2 separate regions of the Zea mays genome follow, and region 2 is linked to region 1. A link is a contact called in public Hi-C data. All regions are on one chromosome and are shown on one strand. The core of a region is the stretch at or near the end of the contact, and the rest is flanking DNA. Distances in the headings are between cores, read along the strand shown. Region 1 holds the start of LOC100283295 (metallothionein-like protein type 2). Region 2 holds the start of LOC100284897 (membrane protein).

Region 1 (7,626 bases), core at 2,618-5,117:
TATGCATGTGTGCAAGATTCCAAGCCGACCCTAAGGAATCTCACCTTACGGCCGTAAAACGAATCTTGAGATATTTGGCTTATACTCCTAAGTTTGGGCTTTGGTACCCTCGGGGATCCACATTTGATTTGATTGGTTATTCGGATGCCGATTGGGCAGGGTGTAAAATTAATAGAAAGAGCACATCGGGGACTTGCCAGTTCTTGGGAAGATCCTTGGTGTCTTGGGCTTCAAAGAAGCAAAATTCGGTCGCTCTTTTTACCGCCGAAGCCGAGTACATTGCTGCAGGCCATTGTTGCGCGCAATTGCTTTGGATGAGGCAAACCCTTAGGGACTATGGTTACAAATTAACCAAAGTTCCTCTTCTATGTGATAATGAGAGTGCAATCCGCATGGCGGATAATCCCGTTGAGCATAGCCGCACTAAACACATAGTCATTCGGTATCATTTTCTTAGGGATCACCAACAAAAGGGAGATATCGAGATTGCATACATTAACACTAAAGATCAATTAGCCGATATCGAGATCCATGCACGTCGACAGCCAAAAAAAATCATGTTGTGTTTTGTGTAGTTTCACGGAGTTACTATAGCAGTCTTTGTTTTGTTTCTCCCTGCCTAAAGATTGGCAGGAACAATTGTTTTTTCTTTGGTCATTTTTTCATAAAAAGTTCAATGTTTGGACTTTGGAGAAACTAATTTCATTTTTAGATCTCAAGATCGGCGCGCTATGGTCCAGTGCGCTAAGATTACATGTCTCGGTGCAACAAACTATAGCGTCGACTATTGGCGGTTATTTGACGCTGATTTAGCGGGTTAGTCACGAGATCTAAAGTTAAAGATTAGGGCACGGGAGACATAAGGGTTTTAGATAAGTTTCATTAGCTGACATTATGCCAAAACCATACAAAAAAATCGTATAGCAGTATTTGTAATGAATATAAAGATGTTTTAAGACAAAAAAGGCAACTATAGATCTATGACTAAGGTACAAGATTGTTCAAAGTTTAAGTTTACAAGGGATACTTAGATGATGATTGTATGGAGCTCACAAATACTACGGCTACAGCCATTTTTGGCGGCCTCAAGCCGCCGAAAATAAGGCATTCGCCGCCGGAAATAGCTTATTTTCGGCGGCATTTGGCCGTCAGAAAAAATTAGCCAAAAATAAGCCATTATTTCCGGCTGCTGACACCTGGCCGCAGCCGAAAATAAGTTATTTCGGCGGCCAACGAGCCGGCTGCCGAAAATAAACTCTTATTTTCGGCGACGGTCACCTGTCCGCCGAAAATGAACCACGATTATTTTTGGCGTCCTCTTTTAGCCACCAAAAATTAACAATTTCAGAGAAAAAAATGCAAAAAACAGCAATTTTAGCAACAATATAATCACAATAAAATGACAGAAACATTAATTCTAGAATTACACACATTTAACATAAAGTATCACACTTCTTCACAACCACATTGAAGTTCACCAAAATCAAGTTCACGGTTCACAAATGGTTCACCACATCACAGTTCACAAATACATCACATAGTACATTACAACATAAAACAAACTCACAATTTGACACAACACTCAAACCATCACATATCGGGGTCGTTGGAGTTGTGACCATTATCTCCGGAAGCGAAAAACTCGTTGACGAAGTCGTGTAACTGGTTTGGAGTCTAAAAAAAAGAAGACATTAATAACGACAGTGTTTACATGACATTATTCAAACAAATTGTTTGTCAAACTAACATCTCCTGTAGTAGCTCCCTCCCGTGCATAAGCTCCTCCTGTGCTGGTATCACCGATGGTGGCGTGTTGTGGCCCATGACCCCGGATCCCTACAAAATCAAGTTTAGTCAAGATTTAAAAGGTTAATACAAACGACAAGTCTTAACTAAATTGAAGCACCTAAGGTGGAGGTGGCGGAGCATGTAATCCCCATTAAGGCGTCGGCGGCTGAAATTGAGGGAAAACAAATGGTTGCTCTTGTGCCTGCTCTGGAAACCAAGACTGTTGCAAATACAATATATTAGTTATAGGACCAATAGAATGCACAACTTCAGCGTCGATGGTAGGCGCTCCTCGCCAATCGTAGTCTTCTCCATACTTCCTAACCATCTCCTGCCCGTAAATCTCCTGCAATACAATATGAAGGTTCAACACACATGTAATTTATAGCTATATGGCAATAAAACATTAATCCTAACAACAACTAACCATACGCTCAACGGTCGCTTGACTACATAGCTCCTCGGAGATTTCACTATTTTTCGCTCTATGCTCTCTCATATAAACATCGATTGGGCTCGGGACAACTCTAGTTTGAGCCTCCTGCAAATATATGAGTTTAAACCGGTTTCATTTTTGAGTAGAACAGAATACAGGTGTGGGGCGGGGGAGGAGCGGGGGTGACGCGACTGTGCGGCATGGCTGGTCGCCGGGGGAGCCTGGCAACGCGCTGGGCGCGGAGAAGACAACAGCGGCGTGGAGAAGACAGCAGGAGAAGAATGAAGAAGAAGGTCGGCCACACGGTTTAAATCACTTAATTTTCGGCGGCCAGGGCTAGGCCGCCGAAAATAACGGCGACCGCCGAAAATGTTGTACAGTGTTGTTGTGAAAAGGACTGAAGGGTAGATCTTGCCTTAGCAAGAATTGAGTTGCCACTAGGGCTAGTAACGAGTTCTAAACTTTACATTATAAAAATTTAAGGATCAGATCAAATTAGGATTCAACTATAATTCTATTCATTTTTGAACTAAAATCAGACCTTATTTGGGACGGCTTCACTTCAAGAATTGCGTCTTCAGTTTTCTACCTTCACCATAAAAGAACTTCAACATATTGCTAAGGTGGGTTCAAGGAATGTTTGGCTTGTATATTGACTCCAGCTTCTGAAATACAATTAATTTGTACGAGTTTTCTTAATTACCCTTAAAGATAGTGGTTGTTATGAGCGGCGAGAGAGACATGAATCGGTAGGTCGTGTAACCAGTGGCGTGGTGTGTAATTTTCCTGCAACTTCATGAGTAGGTATGAAACTTGTGTTCTTGAAGCACTCTTTCAGGAGCTTCATAAATTTAATGAAACTAGCCTCTAGTTTCAAAAAAAAATAAAGCTAGAGCTTGTGGAGCTCAACCTGTTTGGATAAAAAAGCTAAAATGAATCTAAAATTCGTGAAGTGAAGCTCTCCTAAATAGGACTCCTAGTTGTAGAAAAATATTTAGAGCTCAAATAAATTATGAATAAATATTTAGATCATGACCAACCGTAGTTGTCACTGAATATGAGTGGAATAAAAATTTAAAGAGAAGGGGTCTTTGGGGCAAGGATTTGGCCGATAGCGCATGAAGTTGGTGCGGGTAGATGTGTCTGAAAGAGTGTACAGAGAGAACGAGGACTGGCCGTAGCGTAGTTGGTTCGTGCGAGCGGGCCGGTATAGATTTGATCCTGAGGATCGACACCCCGTTTGCTTGTAGAAAAATGTGCCTTTGCATGGATGTATAATTCACGAGTGCTTCAGTAGTTAGTTCAAATCAAATCAAATCAAAACAAAAGGAAACAGAAAATGGCTGGTGGTTTGTAGGTCGGGGAGGCACTCAATTTTACTGCCCGGCATTAATAACCCGCGGCCGGCGTGCAAACGCAAGCAACCGTAGACGCCGCCGCACCGAGAAGGCGGGGATCACACGGCCCGCGCGCGCAGTCCTCCACCGCAATAGCTAGCACTAGCAGCAAGCATACGCGGCGCACCTGTCCGCGGCCCCACACGTCGCGAGGGCACCCACGGCGCGTGGACGGCCAGATGGCCTGCGCCTGTCCTGCCCCCCGGTCCCGGGCCTATAAATGGAGGCGGCGGAGGCCTCTCTCCCGTCGGAGCAGGGCAGGGGTTGCGTCTCAGTTCCTGGTTGTGTTGTTGTAAGCTCCCAGGTTTCTTCTCTTCGCGTGAGCTAGCTAGAGTGGGATCGCGAGGAAGAAGGATGTCGTGCTGCGGAGGCAACTGCGGGTGCGGCAGCGGATGCAAGTGCGGCAGCGGCTGCGGAGGGTAAGCATTGCACCGCACTGCACTGCCGTTCTGTTCCGTTCCGTTCCGTTGCGTTCCTCCCTCGGAATCAGATCTGTCTCTGTGTATGCAGGTGCAAGATGTACCCGGACATGGTTGAGCAGGTGACCACCACCACCACCACCCAGACTCTCATCATGGGTGTTGCGCCATCCACGGGCGGGTTCGAGGCGGCCGCCGGAGCTGAGAACGGCGGGTGCAAGTGCGGCGCCAGCTGCACCTGCGACCCCTGCACCTGCAAGTGAGGATGACCGGGTGCAGCATGCAGGCCGTGACGATGGAGGAAGTAGCTAGATCGGAAGGACACCCTTCAGTATCTCTAGCTAAGGCCCTGTTTCAATCTCGCGAGATAAACTTTAGCAGCTTTTTTTTAGCTACTTTTAGCCATTTGTAATCTAAACAGGAGAGCTAATGGTGATAATTGAAACTAAACTTTAGCACTTCAATTCATATAGCTAAAGTTTAGTAGGAAGCTAAAGTTTATCCCGTGAGATTGAAACGGGGCCTAAATCAAGCTCTGCAGTATGTTGTAGCAGTGTCGTCTGTGTTTGCCGCCATGCGCGCGTAGCTAGCTAGTGGTGGTGGTAAACGAATAATTGTCCTGTTCTTCCTCCTCCTCGGCCCCTGCCAGTGTTGCGTCGTGTGGGCCGGCCGGGTGCATGCACAGCACCAGGCCATGCCCGCTGCTCTGTGCGCACTTTTTTTTTTCCTTCGTGCTGTGTCTCCATTTTCCATCTATATGCATCCGATTTGTGACGTCGTCAGTACATATCTTGTTTCGATGGCTTCCTCTGTGCAAGATGTTAGTCATGTGACCATATGGCATCAAACGTTTGCCTCAACACTTGTGCTGGTGTTATTTCTTATAGTTCTTGTATTTTTCCTGTGTATGCTCAACAAATTCATTAGTACAAGGAATATTAGTCATGTGACCATCTATTCCTTCACCCCACGCTAGGATTAAGTTGGATGATGGGGCAGTGTGTTTCCTTTTTCATAGGCATATGAGCATGAGCTAAAAGAGACGGTCCTACTTTGACGATGGGGCAGTGTTTCCTTTTTTTCCCAACATGTGGATAAGACACAAAGTAAGATATATCGGTCTTAGTAAAAAAACAATGAGTTTCATATTCATATTTCCGATCAAATTGGATAACAAGAAAATTTGTGTCTTAAGTGTTTAGGTCTCTGTTACGCCCAAACGAACTCTAAACATATTCGATAGGAGGTCTTTCCTCTTTCTTCCTCGTCCGAGGGGAGCTTGCCGGCGCAGAAGTCACGCTCGCTCGAACCCACCGCTTCAATTACTGTGAGAAGCTTGAGCTGCTGGACCTCGGCGACAACATGCTCTCCGGTGGCATCCCGATGGAGCTCAGAGGCTTCCATCGCTGGAGATTTCGCTTAGCCTCAGTTGTAACCGTCTCTTTGGGGGAGGTTCCAGCGCAGTTCGGTAAGCAGAATAAGCTCGGCAGCCTCGACATCTCGTACAACCAGCTTAATGTATGAATGCACCTGTCTCAAGTGCACCAAGGACAGCACAAGCAGACAGTACCAGCTTAATATATGAATGCACCTGTCTCAAGTGCACCAAGGACAGCACAAGCAGACAGTACGCTGACCATGGTCCTTTCACAAACTGACAGCAACTTAAGCCGCAGGAGATGTGTGCACCGCGGTGCGCCGGCGGCAGTGAAGCGGGCCACGCCAGCTAGTGGGGACCTGGACGGGTTTGGTCTGTCGGCGCGCCGGCGGGTGGGGAGGGAGGCAGGTGGGCAGTGGAGATCGCCGTGCGGCTCGGGCCCGTCGAGCATAGATAGTGTGGGGAGGGAGGCAGCTGGCGGTGGAGCCAAAGTTCGTCCCTCAAGCCTATCCTATCACAGGGCAAGGAAATATCTTTCCGAGTTGCTTATCTCATTCAAATGAAAAGGCGTCCCTCCCGCGAATCACAGGGCAACATGGTAAATAAATAAATGAAATTAAATGACGACGAAATGGCACCTGATGCCTGCATTTCATACTGACAAACTACACCAGTCCGACGCTATGTCTGTGCATACAGATCATGCAGTCGATCGTACAGCGTTACAACTTCCAAGGTCATCCATTTTGTGAGCACCGTCCATAATAAAGAAAGAAAAGAATGTAGACTGTACATTAGGCACAAGAGGGCAGCAGAGGGCCAGTGCGCCATAGAGCAACGACGGGTGGCGAGCCTGCAGAATCTACACCACCTGGAAGAGAGAAACGATCACAAACCAAAAACAAAGCAGCCAGGATACATCATCAAGCACGCTAAATAGCAAATAGATCTTGCGGTTGTAACCTTGGTTGAGGTAACGCTCTCGTTACCACCGGAGAAGATCAAACACCAAGTTGCAGTACAGTTCCCAAAATATGCACATCCGCAAGATCCTGACAAAGCAGACTACAAATCAAAAGTACACTATGTATCACGCTGCAACGTGGAATTCGTGCACAGCTCAAAATATGTGGTGGAGCATTCAGTGAAAAGAACCATGTGATGTGGTTGCGCTTCAACTCTTCAATACAGCATGCCAGAGAATGGACAAATACAACCACTCTGAGTCTCTGACTAATGGTGGCTTGTGGCTGGGTGATCTGGCATCAGCTCATTTGCTCCATTTGATCTAATACACATGATAAGCTCACTCCATCCGTTCTTTCCATATTTAATGGCTGAAGACTTGTATAATAATTCTACTAAAAAGGCAGACTCGGTACCAAATGCTCCCACATTAGTGAAGTCTGAGAAAGGAATAAACTGAGGCAAGTCACAAATGCGGAGAGATTGGTTCGAACCTACAACCTGGTGACTCAGTGAAACAACTCTCACCACTGCACCAATCCCCTACTAAAGAGAAGCAAATAGTGACCACAAAACCTAGGGAATTTTTTTTGGATAACATGTATCACCACTGCACCAATCCCCTACTAAAGGCTACCCAACTACATTTTTTTGGCAGGCAAACTAACGATCACAAGTTTAGGAACAATAAACATAAAGAACAAAGGGGGTACTGGGGGAAAACAAAGATGTCAATCTTTTTGTATTTCAAAATCAAATAAGGCATATAAATAATCCAAACCTTTGAACACATTGTTCCTTGAAAAATGGGCTCAATCAGATCCATAAAAGCCAATCGTTGTTTGCCGAAGAACTTCAGAAGTTCGGTCAAGGCTATGAGATGCCACCTACCACACAAAAAAAAGACATGTATCTCATTTATAATCAAGGTGCGAATTCCTAATAACATATTTAGTCGAGAAAGCATAGTGAAAGGGGTAGACTGAATACCAGATACGTCAGGGATGTGTATCTTTCTTGACTTAGATATAAAGGTTTTCCTCTGTGCATTTCATTATCCTGCATCCAAACATCCCAAAAGGTAAAGACATAAGCTCACATTGACATCATTGACATGAAAGAATGCACAGTTTCAATCATAGGAGTATCCCCTATTCTTGAGGTTTATATATATATATATATATATATATATATATATATATATATATATATATATATATATATATATATATATATATATAT
Region 2 (7,533 bases), core at 1,800-4,299, 320 kb after region 1:
ATGGGGTGGCCCTGGAGGCCACAGCAAGGTGCTTCTCCCCACGAAGGGACTGTACCTGGCGGCGTGCCAGGAACCCTCGCGCTGCCGCCTGAAGCCGCACCGCTGCTTGGAGTTCCTTCTCTGTCTTCTCCTTGTAGCGGTGAAACATCACAACGAATTGATCCCACTTCTCTTCGAGCCGAGTGAATGCATCTAGAGTTGGAGAGGGCGGGTGGGAGGGCGTTGCGGCGGCAGATGGCTCGGCGGCTGGTGGTGGTGAGGGATGGGCGGCTGGTGGTGGTGAGGATAACCTGGAGCTGATACCAGGTGTCATGGACCTTCGGTCCATGGGTATAGCTGTCTTCTCCGGCGAGGTTATACCCCTCTGCCGCAGGCTTGGTTCTAGGGTAGCAGCCCTAGGCGCTTGAGAGGGTCATTGCAAGGGAGAGAGATTGGTTTGATAATGATCTTGCTTGATTTATTCCTTGGTGCTATGCGGCTTATAAATAGCCCTATGACTAACCAACTTCTCCTACAAACTCTCAACTAACTCCTACTTTCTTGGACTTATCTGCTGCTAACTAACTCTCCACAATTCTCTCATCTCAATCTTATTCTCTAGCCTTATCCTAGCTCACCTCAATCTTATTCTCTAGCCTTATCCTAGCCTGGTTGTTGCCTCTCACTCCCTATTATGCCCATGACAGTCTTATACTTGGAGTACCGTGCAGCAGTGTCAGAGTTGTACATGACCTAATGGCTGCAACAATGGTAACATGCATATTGAAGTAAACAATCTCCGTACGGAAGTTCACATTACGCTTATAGGAAAGCAAGCACAGAATTGCTGCTACTAACATCAAATTAGTTGAAGTTCTAATGATGCTCGTGATTTTTTCTGACATTTTATAAAGCACAAAAATGCTCAAGAGTTAGTTTGGCATTCATGCATACCCTGTGTTAATATACACATTATGATTTCATATTTAACACAATTTATCCTGACTTGACAGGTTAAAAATATAGGAACTGGTGATTACCCCATCAAAGCCATTAAGTACATTTAGTAAGAATCATAACTACAGAAAAACATACCATACAGTAGTTATTTGGTGCGTTGCAACTCCACTTTGAAGTAGGCACACAGCTCATATAATGGCACCAAGAACAGTGCTCACTAGCATTGAACCCTTGAAATAGCAACACCAATCCAATGGTGAACCTGCCAACAATAAAGCTTAGCTAAAAGAGTTGAACTGTAGTGGTTGATTAGGTCATTATCATTCATCTCATTGTCAAGATATTTACCCAGAAACTAGTATCATTGTAGAAATAACCAAAAGTATGACTTGATATGTCTTGAACTTCCGTTTAGTTACGCCCATGGGAAATCCAAGAGGAGAGTTCTTTTGGTTAATATATCCAAACTGTGGTCGCATTAGCAGCACAAAACCAAGACAGAACCCTGACATAAATCCTCCAAGGTGAGCGAAGTTGTCAACATGTGGAAGGATCCCAACAGCTAAGTTGATGAGAATGATCATAACTAGAGTCAAGAGTGCTGCAAACTGTTTTTTTCGAAACAAGAATAGAATTAGAAAAATGGAATATGGAATGTTTTGTGAAAATACTGCATATATTTTAGAATCGACCTTGTTCTCATATATCGTCCAATTTGTTATGAGCTCTGACAGCATTGAGCCCAATAGTCCAAATAATGCACCTGAAGCACCGACTGATATATTTGACACCATAAATAGAGAAGACAGCAAGCTGCCACCAACACCAGAGATCACATACAGTGTACCAATCCTTACTGCAACAGACAATCGTCAATCAATGGTCAAGTTATATGATCACAGGCCTTGAAATAACAGGTTACAATCTAGATAATAAAGATGCATTGTGCACAGAGAATCTGTTTTCCTAAAAAAAGAAGACAATTACTGAAACTTTCTTTAATCGAACTAGACAGGGTCACTTACTGAAACCAAATTCCTTCTCGAGCCTGATTCCGATCATTAAGAGGCTCAACATGTTGGCGAGTATGTGGACGACTCCAGCATGCAACCAAATGCATGTAATGAGGCGCCACCCTTCGTGATCTTTGGTAACTTTACTGGTTTCCAGTGCCCCCATTTCCAACAGCCTGGGAATCAAAACATGTTAGATGAACCTTCAAGGTATCAAGATTATACAAAATAAGCCCCAAATTGAAGTACTGCCACCCGAGGGCATAATTACCAACAAAAAATTATCGATGGTGAAAAGTGATACGTACTTAATACATTATCAAACAATAAGGTTTATCAAGATTATATAATATAGCTGACCGATGTACTACCAATCGAGGATCTCAAAGACAGCACATTTCACAAAATTCTGCAGAGTTTCTAACATGCTCCACAATGCATACATCTAAATCAATAATGTAAGCCGAGCAAACTGCAGAAAGATCCAAATTTTGGACAGATTTGAATAGTGTGGCGTACGTGGCGGAGGAAGGGCCGATGAGCGGGTTCTCCTTGAACGACTGGAACGCGAACCTCCCGAGCTCGGGCGCGAGCCAGCAGCCCTGCGCGGTGGCGCTCTCGCCGACCGATCCGCCTATCGCGGCGCCGGTGGCCCGCGCGTGCGCGGGGCAGTCGTTGACGTACATGGTGAGCACGAAGAGGACGATGTTGGCGACGATGAATAGCGGCACAAGGAACGGGAACCACCGCCGGAACGGCCGGAACGCCGGCGGGGGCGGGGGCGGCGGGCGACTCCGGTGCGGACCGTGGCGGCCGGGGCCGTGACTCCGGTGGCGCTCTCTCTTGGGCCGCTCATCGCCTCGCCCGCCGCCGGCGGACGCCACGTCAATGGGGACCACCGCCGTCTCGCCCCGCCGCGGCATGGCACGGCCGGCGGCGGGGGGGCGCGGGCGCGCGGCCGGCTGGGACCTGGGTGGCGGCGCGACGAATGCGAGCGCGCGGAGCGGGGTTCTCCGTGTCGGGAGGGACGTCCGCGCGTGCTGCCTCGTGCTGAAGATGGTGGGGAGGAGGGAAGGGCGGAGACGCGGTGGCGACCTGGGATGGAAAGGACGGAGAAAGAAGAATGACCCCTAATTTTAGTGCTTCCCTATATACTGGGGTCTTGGGGAATGCTGGGACACTAATCATGTTCTTAGGAGTTCTCTAACTTGAAATTGAGGTGTTTTAGAGGACATGTTACAAATTGAATTTCACTCGTTACTCTTACGGATTTAACGAAAGTGAATACTACTAGATGCCGGCGTTCTGAAGCAGACAAATTTTATACTGGTTCTATTCCATTCTTGTGCGAGTGCACACGTAGACTAGAGGGGGGAAAAAGAAAAGGTATCACATAAACTTTGGAATTTAAATTTTCAATTGAAAGATGCACACATAGTCCATTTGAATTAAGCCGGAATTCGACATCGCTTTCTTTTGCGTACTCGCTGATAGGAAACCACTAAATAAAGATGGGCAAACCACCATGTCGCTGTCAATTAATGACTTGTTCCGTGAACTGCCTTTCCTTTACGTACGTTACAGAGAATATCGCTATGGATAGATTTGCCTGTCCGCGTCTGGTACAGTCTGAAAAAGACCTGGCAATCCATGGTCCACCCAGGGATAGTACACGACATACTGATTTTCCTTTCAACAATGGGCAGCATGTGTTTAAGCCTTTAGGTTGGATTTCGGAACATTCTTTAACATTATTTTATCTAACATCATCTAGTTACTAATGGATCAAGTGTTCAGTAACTCACATTACCACAAATAATGAAACATGTTATGACAGCAATAGCATAATCTCAACACGTCCTAGAATGAGTAGAAACCAACCAATATCACCTTTGACAGGATTTATAGAAAAATAGCAGTATCAACAATTCAACATGCTCCAAATAGGTTTATTATAAAATATATGATTGGATCCATCTAAATATGATATTATATATTCTTATATGACGTCATAGATACTAATAATTTTTAAATTTTATATTTAGTTAAAGTTTAGATTATTTGACTCTTCGAAATAATGATGAAAATCATTTTAAGACAAAGGAAATAAGGTTGTGTCCAACAGATCATATATATATATATCATATATATGATCATATAAAATAATATTTTACACTATAGACAACACTGTTTAAAATAGAGAATGACATAGAAGAGTCACTGCAGATAGCCTGAGCCTGAGCACACTATCTTACAATAAAGCAGCAAGATGAGGACTGCTGAAGAATTGTAATTTATCACAATTGAGTTACAGTTTGGTAAGCACAACCAATCATTTGTCGCACTATGTTTCGATTTTTCACAAGTGATGACTTTCTTTCAAGTACAAACAATCGAACTTCAACCCTAGCTAATTGTAACTCATAAACATGACAAATATTTATACAATATAAAGGCACCACTCTGGTAGGAAAGCGCCATGTTTATGCAAGCTCGTAGTATATGCCTCTGCAATGATAGTGTAGCCAACTCAACTGGTTTCTGAAGCACGGATGTTGCAGGCAAGAAAAATACTTGGATAAAAGATCCAAGCAATTACTGATGCCGAGCTGTTTGCCATGGAATGGTGGTAGGATGCTTCATACCAATTCAGCAATCCCTGCAGGCGCTGTATCATGTGCAGGACACTGCTGACTGCGGATGCCACAGTGGGTGATCTACAGGTACTTGATCATGCCACGGCCTTCCACGCTGAGCTTTGACGCCTGAAGGTTTTTCTTCTTGGGCGCTTTCAGCTGCTGCAATTTCTTGTTCATCTGCATGTCCAACGAGAAGAATCAGCTATTGCTCAGTTGGTCCTACTTCAACAGTCAACAAGCATGAAGGAACCCTAGCTAGCTTATGAAGGGAGACAAAGCCAAGATGTTTTAAGGATGGAAGGAAAACCTTCAGCCGACGCTGGTCTTGGACAGCCTGCTTAGCACGAGCTCGTATCTGCTCAGGGTCAATTTTGGACTGTGGACGAATGACAAAGTCCAAAGGCGAGGCTTCTGGCCTAGAAGCATGCTGCCTTGAACTACTTTGCCCAGACTTGCGTCTAAATACAAAGCATAAATAAAACATATTAAACTAACAATTAGAAAATGTTGAAAACATGCATCCAAATATAATGAACTTACTGTGAAAAGTCAGCATCAACATCATCATCTCTGGATTCCATTCCAGAGCTACTTGATGGTCTTCATGACAGAGGATAACCAATAAGAACACAAAGTACACACATAATATACAGGACAAGATATAATCCTCAAAAGGCCAATAAGTGCATGCACTTACTTCTTCATTTGTGGCCGCCTGTAAGGTGCTTTTTCATCATCATATCTCCTCATGTCTTCAAATCTCGTGCTCTTGTTGAATATTGGTCGACTCTGATTTTTTTTACAAGTACCAACTAAGAACCCTTCACAACCACCAAACACAAACATATATGGATACTGAGAACAGACTTACCCATTTATCAACAAGCTCCTTAGCCAATTTCCTATTTGCAGTGGTCTCCTCATCAGATTTGGACAAAAACATAATGACCTAAATATGCACCATTGGCCAGACTTAGTGCATGACAAATAATCTTCTGCAAAATAATTTATATCAGAGGGACTGGTATAAGCATACCTTTCCCAGGCCACTTTTCTTAAGCTGCTCTCTTCGGTCATATTGTTCCAAGTCAATTGGAAACTGCAAGAGGCATGAAACTTCCATCAGCAACTACATTCTTGCGCAAAACAAACGAAGTTCTACAATGAAAAAAAAAACTTAAAGATGCCTACATCAGCTAATAATTTCAGTACAGCAGATCGAGTATTCATGTTTGGCATGCTTCCATCAGGTAATGGCTCAAGCCAGTTTTTTAGAAGAGTGAGAACTCCATGGTCAAGAAATTCCTGTTGAAGATTCTTCCTGTGAAACAGAGATAAACAAAAAAATATTATTGATAGCTATAAACAAATGACAATATGCACTGGGACTACAGGAAAGATTCCAGATATCTTACTTGGAGAGAACCTCTATGAGCAGAGGAAGCTTCATAAGTTTGTTAATGGCTGGCTTTGATTGCCGATTCAAATTTGCATCTTCTTCAGCTGCTACCTCGAACTCAGCAATGAATTGTTCCACTATAAGACCAATATCTGCACGAGGGCGATCATTCTTCTTCTTCTTACCACCCTTGAAGAGTCTCTCAATTTCATCATCCTCCTCACCCTCCTCAGCCTATAGTCATCAACCCATATTGTCAGTGATTAAAAAAAGAAAACAAAAGATATCATTTCACATGGTGCAATGGCCCAGAAATGACTAGACAGATTTTAAGGCGTCGCCTAGGCGGTAAAGCGGTCCGGCAAGGTAAGGCGTCACCATCACCCTCGCCTTGCTCCGAGACCTAAGGCGGGTGCGAGTAGAGATGGCCAAACGGGCCACCCGGTCCAGGCCCGGTGAAGCCCGACCCGTTTTGGGCCCGAGCCGCCAGGCACGTTAGAAAATCGGGCTGGGCCTTCTAAGCCCGCGGGCTCGATTCCCTGTCCGAGCCCGACCCGCAGCGGGCCTAAACGGGCCGGGCCGGCCCGTTTAGCATGAAAAAGCAGACCGAAAAGCGGGCTAAGCGGGCCGGTAAGCACGTTTTAGTGCAAAAAAGCGGGCTTAACGGGCTTAGAGGTAAATGGGTCGTGTCGGGCTAGCCCATCGTGCCTAGTTTCCTGTCTGAGCCCGGCCCGCTTATTCGTGTCGGGCCGGCCTGGGCCCACATAGAACCGGGCTGTGTCGGGCTCGGACCGGGCCCAAACATCGGGCTTTGTGCCGGGCTCGCGGGCCTCGTGCTTATTGGCAATCTATAGGTGCGAGAGAGAGCTATGGCCGCTGGCGCCCATGCCAGGGAGAGGAAGGCGGACGCGCTAGTGGGGGCCTGTGCCGGCAGCCGACGACCTGGAAGGCGCCCAGAGCAGCCGTGACGGCTGCCGCAAGCGAGACCACTGTTGTGCAGCAACGGGAAAGAACATGGAGGGAAAAGGAGAGGGGACAGGGGAGGGAGGGAGGATTGGTGTCATGCATGGCAGGGGAGTGGCTGGTGGTGGCGCAGAGGAAGCCTGGTGGCTACGGGAGGGAAGGGGAATAATTGGCTGGAAGGTGTTACCGGGGAGTGGGGAGTGCTAACCTAATTTTAATGGGCTTGCTGGGCTGATTTGTAAGTTGTTTGGGTTGGTAACCTTTTTTCTTTTTATTTTCTCTCTTTTTTCTCTTCTTTATTGATATTTTCTCCTAAACACTTCCTCAAATATCAATATTTTCTATTTTTAGATATATTTAAGGCGTTGCCTTGCCTTATGACTTATGCTTTATTGCTTTACCACTTAGGGTGTGTTTGGTTGCGGGACAGTCAGGACAGGGACGTCCCCTAGCGTCCTCTCTCGTCCCTCCAATTTCGGGGGGTAACTGGGGACAACACTGGGATAGTCTTGTCCCAACCTTTGACCCTGAACCAAACAACATTATTTGAGGGATCGTCTCATCCCGTCCCGTCCTATCA

What was found. Hi-C and Micro-C count contacts between places; a contact is called where the count stands out from the background.
Region 2: a contact with region 1 is called in a Hi-C map of tassel, with 2.1 times the contacts expected there. The contact joins the promoter of LOC100284897 here to the promoter of LOC100283295 in region 1. A contact is called at or near these places in 3 of 25 Hi-C or Micro-C datasets (bundle sheath, ear and tassel).

The regions. Positions count from the first base shown.
Region 1 is chr3:17,624,440-17,632,065 of Zm-B73-REFERENCE-NAM-5.0, forward strand. It overlaps LOC100283295 (metallothionein-like protein type 2), which reads left to right and starts at 3,868. Exons shown (of 2, transcript NM_001156197.2): 1 at 3,868-4,040; 2 at 4,132-4,381. The coding sequence starts at 3,976. The coding sequence ends at 4,303. LOC100192707 reads right to left here. Exons shown (of 17, transcript NM_001363272.1): 16 at 7,375-7,443; 17 at 6,797-7,271. The coding sequence ends at 7,197.
Region 2 is chr3:17,945,618-17,953,150 of Zm-B73-REFERENCE-NAM-5.0, forward strand. LOC100284897 (membrane protein) reads right to left here and starts at 3,050. Exons shown (of 6, transcript NM_001157792.2): 1 at 2,472-3,050; 2 at 1,965-2,128; 3 at 1,632-1,795; 4 at 1,288-1,547; 5 at 1,075-1,201. The coding sequence starts at 2,875. LOC103649783 (protein IWS1 homolog 1) reads right to left here. Exons shown (of 11, transcript XM_008675497.4): 4 at 6,007-6,224; 5 at 5,783-5,912; 6 at 5,628-5,690; 7 at 5,463-5,540; 8 at 5,289-5,380; 9 at 5,132-5,191; 10 at 4,899-5,049; 11 at 4,143-4,768. The coding sequence ends at 4,670.